Linked DNA regions of Mus musculus: region 1 is linked to region 2. The links are chromatin contacts, called in public HiChIP or PLAC-seq maps. All regions are on one chromosome and are shown on one strand. The core of a region is the stretch at or near the end of the contact, and the rest is flanking DNA. Distances in the headings are between cores, read along the strand shown. Region 1 has its middle 39 kb from the start of 1700019E08Rik. Region 2 has its middle 42 kb from the start of Gtdc1.

The links. HiChIP or PLAC-seq counts read pairs in DNA pulled down with a chosen protein or histone mark.
Region 1: a CTCF HiChIP or PLAC-seq map of the NIH/3T3 cell line shows a contact between it and region 2, with 6 read pairs. The contact joins two enhancer-like sites.

Annotation. Positions count from the first base shown.
Region 1 is chr2:45,654,878-45,659,739 of GRCm38.p6, forward strand. No RefSeq gene overlaps it. Among named protein-coding and RNA genes, the nearest start is that of 1700019E08Rik, 39 kb to the right of the region's middle. Within about 2 kb of position 1,429, at least 22 of the 459 cell types and tissues checked have an H3K27ac peak or open chromatin away from gene starts, as enhancers often do. A contact at or near this core is called in the NIH/3T3 cell line, where this site is marked.
Region 2 is chr2:44,967,063-44,972,221 of GRCm38.p6, forward strand. No RefSeq gene overlaps it. Among named protein-coding and RNA genes, the nearest start is that of Gtdc1, 42 kb to the left of the region's middle. Within about 2 kb of position 2,354, at least 47 of the 459 cell types and tissues checked have an H3K27ac peak or open chromatin away from gene starts, as enhancers often do. A contact at or near this core is called in the NIH/3T3 cell line, where this site is marked.

The DNA of each region.
Region 1 (4,862 bases), core at 179-2,678, 690 kb after region 2:
AAATCCAGTAACCAGTGCTACTTCACACTTCTGCTTAAGCTGCTGCCCTTGGTGTCCTACCCTGCTCAGTTCCTGCCCTGTTTTCACTCTGTGATGGACTATTACCTTGGGAAGTTTAAGATGAAATAAACCCTTTTCCTTTGAGGATTTTTTTTTTTTTTTGGCAATGATATCTTATTCCAGCTATTGAAACCATCAAATATTTTTTCATTGGGTAAGAAACTCTAATTTTCCCTTTTATGTATTTCTTAACTTTTGCAATTGATGCTCTCAGCTCCAGCTTCTCAACTCCACTGAGGATGCAGTGGGAACACTAAGGGACACTTGGTATAAGGCAACCGAGGAGGTAAAGACAAGATGGCTTGCTCTGTCCACTGTACAGTGTCAGACAAATGTTCCCAAGTAGGCATACAGTGGTGTGAATTTTTCTTTTCATAGAAAAAAATCAACCAGGCCTTTAAAATAAGACTTTTCTAATTTTACACATTTGCAAATGATTCAATATTTTCAAGAACACATGGAAATCCAAACCTTTGAGCCTGTTTTAGCTTATGTCCATCAGGTGGTAACAGGATTGTTGTCTGCCTATTTTTGAAAGATAACTGTCTTTTTTTTTCCTGCTGATCGAGCCTGGCTTTATGGATTTTTGTCTATTGAGTCACAGGAGTGAAGAACATATGTTAGCTGATTCATATCTATTACACTTCCATATCCATCTCTATTATACCTGCACACTTCTTTTCAAGGAAACAGACAAAGGAACTGAGAAATGGTGGCTGGTAGAAGTTCAGGATTCATGATCTTAGATAATGTTTCAATTTGCTTTTTAATATGTGACAAGGAGTCAAGTGTCTTTGGCTGCCTCTAAGTAACAAAATGGCCTTGAACTCTCCATTCTTTAATCCTTCTACCCTCAAGAGTTTAAATTTCAGGTAAAGGAATTTTCCATTTATTTTCAAGGTACTAAATGAATCATTGTTTTCCATTTCATGCACTCATAATATGTGTGTGTGTGTGTGTGTGTGTGTGTGTGTGTGTGTATACAGGCTTATAGAGACACAGTGACACACACAGATAGATAGACAGACACACATACAAACATTAAGTGTGGAAAGTAACCTGATTCCTTATTATACATACACAAGGCATTTCCTGTCATTTGGCCTTTTGACATTCCCAGTATGCTCCATAGCTGATCCTGGAAGGGGATTTTATGTAGTTTAAATCACTTGAAGGAAAAATAAAAGAAAAAAAAAAAAAAAAAAAAACAGAACGGCAAGCCTGGAATCTCATTTCTTTTTTCTCTGGGGAATATCCTTGTACTAAATTGACATCAACACATGATAGAAATTGGTCACTCCCTGATATAGTCATTCAGGAATTTTTGCTATTTTAAGGCCTATTATTATTTCCAGCAGTTGCTACTTCATCATTCAGCCAAATACAGTCATCTAGAATTGCCTGACATAACAGTAGTTCTGTCATTGGCTGTAACTCCCTAGTAGTCAGACCTGCTACTTACTTCTGCCATGGTCTCAGCAAGAGCTTGTGGGTTAGGGGTCTAAGAAGAAATGCAGTCCAGTCTGTTTTCTTGTCTCTTCTTTGGCATTTTCTAGAAATCTAGGCTTGTCTGGTAATCCTGAGCAGCCTATATAAATAAAGTCAAACTGACTTTGAAGACATACCCGGCCTCATCCAGTCATAGCATCTACTTTGATGTGCTATGTGTGCACATGTGTGTGTGCATGTGTGCATGTGTTTGTGAGTGTGTGCACGTGTGGATGTGTGCAGACATGTGGCATAAGAATAATGCCAGTGAAAAACACAGAAGATGAAAGCTTTCAGACATAAGGGAAAAATATCTAGGGAAATATTCAAAAAGAAATAAGATGAGATTGTATAATAAATAAGTAAAGATGATCTATGCACAACATACATCCAGCTGCAAGCTTTCTGTTGAAATTCTGAGAATATTTCTTATCCTTAATAGAATTTCTTCAGTTTTACATGGGAATATACAATGTGGTTAGTTTTTTTTTTATCTGATTACTTATATTGTTTTTGGTCATTTATGCTGTTTCATAACAGATTTATTCCATTTTTTGGTAACATGTATCATTGTTCCTAGAAACTCCTTTGCTTTATATTCAAGGTTTGTGAATGGCTAGGGTCTCAAAACTTGGATAACTGAATATTAGTTAACTTAAACATTAATAAATTCCTAAATAGAACTTGTACAGATATATCCTTACATAGTCCTAAATTTGGCTCATTTCAGGGAATAAGTCAACAGAGGCTGTCAGGAGAAAGCACATGAGGATACACTCTGGGGAAGACTCTAAAGTGGGACTGGAAAGAGGTCACCGCAAACCATAGTTAATAATGACAAGAAGGCTATATTTGTATTTATTAAAAATAAGTTAACTACCTACATGCACAGAACTACAATTCATTTGGATATTTTAAACGATAAAGTATATGTTTTTAAAATAGAAAAGGCATATATTTGCTGATAACATTAATGAAATAAGTGTACAATTTAGGGAAAGATCAGTGTTAACAGATTTTGCTAGTTGGAAAGAAACATTTGTCGTTCTACTTGGGTGTAAAGACATACTCTATCTTTCCACAATTACAAGAATTTCTGGAACAACTGGCTGTATGCTACCACTGTAGGTAGGTTCAGACCACAGGTACTCTTTGTCCTCGAGCTCGTATTGAGACTCATGTTACAGCCTCTAAATTTCCTGAATAGTTATTCCATGCCATGTTTAGAGAGCATAGGAGCATTGGGATGAAGTCCATTATATGGAACAGATATTTCTTTTCTTTTTTTACAATGTGAATTTTTATTATTACTATTATTATTCTTTTATCTTTTTTGCAGTCCCCCTCCTTGTCTGCCCTCTGACTGTTCCTTATCCCATTCCTCCTCCCCATTACCAAGAGGATATTCCCTAACCCCCTCACCCCCCAACTCTGGACCCACCAGACCTCCCCACTCCCTGGGACAAGTCTATAGAGGGTTAGGTGCATCTTCTCTCACTGATGCCAGACCAGGCAGTCCTCTGCTGTTTATGTGTCCAGGCCTCACATCAGCTAGGGTTCTCTGCCTGGTTGGTGGCTTAGTGTCTGAGAGATCTAGGGGATCCAGGTTTGTTAAGACCTATGGTCTTCCCGTGGGGTCACCCTCCTCCTCATCTTCTTCCAGCTTTTCCATAATTCAACCATGGGGTCCCTGGATTCTGTCAAGTGGTTGGGTGTAAGTACCTGCATTTGACTCTTTCAGCTGCTTGCTAGGCCTCTGAGAGGGCAGCCATGCTAGGATCCTGTCTGTAGCATCAGGAATACTTTCAGGCCTTGGAGCCCTCCCTTGAGCTGGATCCACATTTGGGCCTGTCACTGAAGCTCCTTTACCCTTTGCTCTTCTTCATTTTGTCCCTGCAGTTATTTTAGGTAGGAAAAATTCTGGGTCAGAGTTTTTGATGGCAGCTCCATCCCTTCACTTGAAGGCCTGTCTTTCTATCGGAGGGGGACTTTACAAGTTCCCTCTCCCCACTGTAGGGCATTTCGTTTAAGGTTCCTCCCTTTGTGTCCTGAGCATCTCTCCCAGGTCTCTGGTACATTCTAGAGGGTGCCCCACCTCCTAACTCCCTAGGTCCTACCTCCCTAGGTTGCCTGTTTCTATTCTTTCTGCTGGCTCTCAGGGCTTCACTCCTATCCCCCCACCCCATCCCCAATACCTGATCATGTTCCTGTTTTCACTTCTCGGTTTCTTGATTCATTGATTCAACAGGTAACACTTTGGAAAAGAGCATGGTAAATGAACCAATGCTTGACTGTTTTCTGACAAATTTCTACCAGCATCTTTCCAGCTGTAATTGTCTTTCTTTTCATTTTCTTTTTATTCATTTATTTATTTACATCACAAAAGCTGTCCCCTCCTGGTCCCGCCCTCACAGACCCTGTCTTCATCCCCATCCTCTTTTCTTCTGAGAAGTTGTGGTCCCTCTGGCACTTCCAGTCTCTTCCAGAGTATTCACATCTTTTCCCACTGAGGCCAGACAGGGCAGCCCTGTTGGGGAACAGATACCACAGTCCAGCTACAACTTTAGGGAAAGCCTCTGATTCAGTTACTGGGGGCCCCACATAGAGACTGAACTGAATGTCTGCTGCATACTGGGGGAAACAGGGTTGTTGTTCAAGCCATATGTGTTTGTTGATTGGTGACTTGGTCTCTGAGAACTCCCAGAGGTTCAAGTTAATTGGCTCTTCTGTTTCTCCTGTGGGGTTCCCATCACCTTCAGAGACTTCAATTCTTCCATCAGCTCTTCCATAAGAGTCCCTGACCTTTGTCCAATGTTTGTTTGTGGGTCTCTGCATCTATTTCACTCAGCTCTTGGGTCGAGCCTCTCAAAGGACAGTTATGCTAGGCTCCTGTTTGCAAGCATAACAGAGTATCATTAATAATGTCATGGATAAGTGCTTGTCTATGGGATGTATTTTAAATTGGACCAATTATTGGTTGGCCATTCTTTCAGTCTCTGCTTCAGAAAGTAATTCTTTAGTCACCTCTTATGTGTAAATGACAAAAAAGATGAACAAAAGTTAGTATCCATGAGTCTTAATTTGAAAGAGAGAAAACATAAGATGAATAATTAATAACACTAAGGTGTAGGTAAATGAAAAATGTAATAATATCTAAAGTGAAGAGAGGGTATAGGGGTGGAGGTGGGAGAGGCAAGAAATGGCTTCATTAAGTAGATGGTTTATGAATAAATAGTTGAAGGCAGTATGCCAACGTAACAGGGACAGCAGATACAGATCCCTGAGCATCCAAATGTTCAAGGATGATGTAGAGT
Region 2 (5,159 bases), core at 1,104-3,603:
TGGTGTACTCACTTGGTAAATGGCTCTCACTTCTCTAAACTATCTCTGCCCTTGTGCCCTGATGCTTCCTATGTGCATGTTGGCAGGATTCTGGAAGAATGAAACGAGAGATGGATGTTGGAAAGGAAACAGCTTCCTCTGCCCTACCCCCACTCAGTGAAGTCATTTGTCAGAAATAACAGAGATGTGAATTAGTCAGAGAAAATACTTAGACCCCCACAATGGGTGTAGGAGCTCACGTTGATTTATTGTTCATCTATTGTTTATGTTATTTAAACCTCATACCATCAACCTAGTAGTGAAGAGACTTTGTATAAATAGTTGGACAGGAGGCTGCTTCCTTGAGCGTATGAGAACAGGAGAGCTGGCTCTGCCCCATGCTCACTGCGCTGGGTGAACTAGCTTAGGCAGTGCTGGAGATTTCATCCTGGTGGTATGGGTGTGGGAGAACTGGCAGGCTGACCAGCTCAGCTACCATCGAGGACCAAATCCAAGAACTGGTGTTGTCCCACCCCAACATCTACTCTGTGAATTGCCAGAGCACATGAAGAGGCCTGTCCTACAGCTCCAAAGCTGAGGATTTCCATGACACAGGGCAACAACAGGATATTAGAGCAGAGTCCTAGTGAGGATCCAGCACTGATAATGTAGCAGAAGCCAGAGGCGTTGAACCAGACCAATAATTCATTGAAATGAACATTTGCAAGAAGGGGAGAGAGAAGGGTAAACTGAAGATACTGGAACAAAAGCTTCATCCACATACATCCGCTACACCTTCCACAGCAAGATTTTTGTTTGTTTGTTTGTTTGTTTGGGGGGAGATAGTAAGGGTGAAGGGGGTGGGATTGGGGTGCATGATGTGAAATTCACAAAGAATCAATAAAAATTTAAAAACAAAGCAAAACAAACCAACAGGGATAAGAATCAATCAGGAAAAAAGTTGCTCTAATTTGCACATAAACGAAAAGGGACTTCTGGGGTCCGATCACTTTACCTCTAACCACAAAACCCAGGATCCTTTTCTGTGCTTTTGGGGGTACCTTTTTTTCAGGTTGAGATGTTTTTACTCTTAAGAGAATCCCTAAAGTCTGTCTGATCAAAGTGGGGAGAAAGATTCTAGATGGCACAACCATGTTGAAGCTAGATCAGCAGTTTCTAATGACCACAGCAAAACTTTAGATAGCGTTCCATCCATTAAAGGGTATTGGTAAGGTGTCCATTGGTAGAAAGAGTTCTTTGGACACTGATGTTTGACAGTACTTTTCTAAGTTTATAAATGAGGAGAACAACCCTTCATATTTGTTCTATTTCCTTCCAGTACAAAGAAAAGCCATAGATGAGAGTGGATGTTGGGATATGTTCATAACCATGCTTTCTACACAGGAAACATGCAACACACATGTCCTGACTGGAAAAATATTAAGACATATTGATTTTTACTTGCATTTCTGGCCTCATGTTTTGCAGAAAGTCTCTTAGGTTGTGGTTGGCATTTTACAAGTGTAATATGGTGGTTTTAAAGACTTCTTTCTTGGAATGAGCCAACCTAAGTATCCTCATACAATTGGTGACTGCTTCTATGGAGTCTATTCTCCACACAGTAGCCCAATTTCTACCTCAAAATACATTACCCCTTCCCCTGTCCACATGGCTTAAACAAAGTAAACTTTATTCCCGAACTCTGGACATGAGCTGAGATGAGTCAGAGCTTCTCTGTGTCTTTGATTCTTATATCCTTTAATTTAAACTTCTGATAAGTTTAACCAAATGAAGTCATATCATAGTCACTTTATTTTTTTGTGAGTGTTACAGTCATTCATTTATTCAGTGAAAACAATATTGATTCACTTTTCCTCAAAACACCAACTCCCTGACAAATGTAATCACACCGTCCATCTTAACCAGTTCCAAGATAATGCACAGTATACTATTTATATCTTCATCTGAAGAACAGAAATACCTGAAATTTTTTTAAAGTTAGGCTTTTTAATTAAAAAACTGTTTATTCTGTTTACCTAATGAAATCGTATAGTGTAGTAGTACTCCTAAGGTATAGCATCCTGATCAGAGTTACTTTTTAAAATTGAGAACCCAATCTTAATTGAGCAGCAGATTTTATAGCATCCCCATAATACTAATAGGTTTCTCAAAGACAAAACCTAGACTTCTTGAAAGTTTCTTCAACAGAAACCATCCTTCACTCTAGCTGAAATGCTCAGCTGCAAAGGAATGCTGGGAATGTCATTGATTCATATTGGACCACATCAAAGAAACGGAGGACACAGCAGAAGATGAACACGCTGCTGAAGGAGTTAGGAAGGGAAGAGGGCATGGTGCTTTGTCATGATGCTGGACCTTGTGAGAAACATCAGGAGACAGTTTCCTGACTAATACCACTTCCACTGGTATCCATTATCTACACATTCTTAGTGTCCACATCCCATGACTCAGCAGTCTGAATCATTGCCAGAGCTACCAGGCCTTGAGCTGCCAACTAGTAATTCTAAAAAAGTGAAGCTAGAACCAACCAAGGAACATGAAATCATCTGTTCCTGAAATTAAATATAGGTGTTTTTAAAAAAAAAAATCTTTAAAGATTTTATTCATTCATTTATTTATATCAAATAAATGTGAGTACACTGTAACTGTCTTCAGACACACCAGAAGAGTGCATCAGATCCCATTACAGATAGTCCTGAGCCACCATGTGATTGCTGGGAATTGAACTCAGGACCTCTGGATGAGCAATCAGTGCTCTTAACCTCTGAGCCATCTCTCCAGCCCCAAATATAGGTGTTTTTAATGAAGTAAACTATAGTTTCATTGTATTCTAATGATCGATTCTGTAGGCTCATAGAACTAAATAGTACAAAACATATATTCCTAATCCAACCAGTTATTTATTTATTTTTAAACCAGAGATGGCACAAATACAAGATACTATTGGAATTGTTGGTAGGTTTGTTTTTCCTTCCCCTTTATGACAGTAGACCTGTTCAATGTGTTTGGGGGGGGGCTGCAATTAATAATAAGGGAAAACATTGTTTAGTAAAGTTGGGAAGAGGCCTTTGGAAGAATTTTTATCCTCAAAACTGCAAGAGGGTTGACCTGTTTATTGGAAATAGTTCTGCTAGAATTAGAAGCGGAAATCAGGGTATGATAATGAAACTCAGTTTAAGCAGGAAAGGGCGGTAACACACGTATCACTCCACACCACGCAAATATGCTGCCAGTTTAGATACAGAGCTGTGGTTCCTTTTGTCAAGTGATTCTATTTTCTGTTAGGAAGGCTAACTTTGAAATACCATTTTCAGGAAGAGATGCTGGAACAAAAGCTTCATTGAAATGCTTATATCCTCGAAATTCCCTCATGCTGTTTGCAGTTAGGATCTCTTTATGAGCCATCCACTTCCATATGGCTTCTGGGAAATAAGGCTCAGTCTTAACTGTCTACTAGTGGTCCAGTTTACACATCTGGAAGCCACTGGAAGGTGTTGTTCCAGCTTAGAGGTCAAAGCCGCAGGTAAGAGAGAGTCTATGGATCAGACACTTGCTTGAGGTTGTGGTTACATTTCAGGCACATTGACCTACATCACATACAGTGCTTTCTTCCTTCTTTCCAAGGACGGTACTCATCGGCAACGTGTTCATACCCACAAAATAGTACTATTTAACAGGCGCTCTTAATTAGCAATTCTGAGAGACAGCTTATTAATACTAAGGAAAGAGGATATATTTAGTATATCATATTCATTGTTTGGTCTAAGTACAGACATTTGGAAGAGTTGATTACTAAAAGCCTAGGGAAAACCATTGGCTCCAGCCATCAAACCATATTCTGTCACATTAGTAGGCCTGTGAGCATCTGTCTCGTGATACATTTCTCTTCATTCTTCTGCATCACAGTCAAATGGCCCGTTTGCCCTCTTAACATTTATTGATTCTTTGTGAATTTTTCATCATGCATCCCAATCCCGCTCTTCTCGCCCTCCCTTTGTACGTACCTGCTCCCCCGCTCCCCGAAAAGAGAATAAAATAAGACAGAATTGAAAAAGAAAAATCTTGCTGGGGAAGCTGTAGCGTGTCACAGTGTGTCCCGAGGTATACCCCTTTGCCCACACATCTTTATTTGCAAATGTTCATTGCAACAAGTTACTGGTCTGTGTTGAGGCCTCTGCATTCTGCTACACCATCAATACTGGATCCCCACTGGGACTCCTCGAGGATATCCTACTGTTGCCCTGTGTCATGGAGAGCCTGCAGCTTTGGATATGCAGGACTGGCCCTTTCACTAACTCCCACAGATCATAGATGGGGTAGACTTTGGGGTGGACCAATTCAAAGCCCTGGATCTGGGCCTGAGAGGTTGAGTTGGTCTGCCCATCAGCTCTTCTCCAGCACTGCCCGGGCTTGCTCACCCAGTGTTGTAACTTCAGTTCTCATGTTCTCATGACCTTAGGGCCTGGCTCACTCACACATTCGCTACCAGGGCTACCTCTATAGTGCTGCCCAGGCAAGGTGCAGGGCCTGTTCTCCTTAGTACTGCAGTAAGTGAAGGGCGTGGCTTCGGGGCCAACTCCCCTGTTTGCAAGATGGTGAGAGGTGAGAGGTTAGGGAGGTCATCTCTTCCTCATCCATGCCCACAGCAGACTAGAGCCGTGAACCCCTAGCCAGGCTTCTCTACCCTTAAGGCTGCTTCTAAGCAAAGGTCTCACAGAACAGCACAGAGTTCCTTGTTCTTGTCTCCTTTTAAAATAATTGATCCACGAATTACCCCTCCCCTTCAGTTTAGCACTATAACCGCTATTTACTAGCTATCAGTAAATATGTATTTACAAATGGTCTTTTAAGAAGTTTGTCTGGAAATGTACCCTGTCTCCTGAGATTCAGATGAGTCAAGGCATGCCACTTTGTTGGAGGAGTAGGAAGTAACTAAGCAATTGGTCTGAATTAACAGGGGTATATTTCATTTTAATTAATACCAAAGTTGCATATCTATTATTATATAATATATCTAGTATTATCTATTTATCTGACTATATCTATTCTATCTACTCGTTAATCACATCTTTTAATTTTTATAATAGGAATAGTTATACGTTGTCCTCTGTGTATATTTTTTCAAGCTGGTTTTCATGGAAATTCTTGTTTGCATGAAC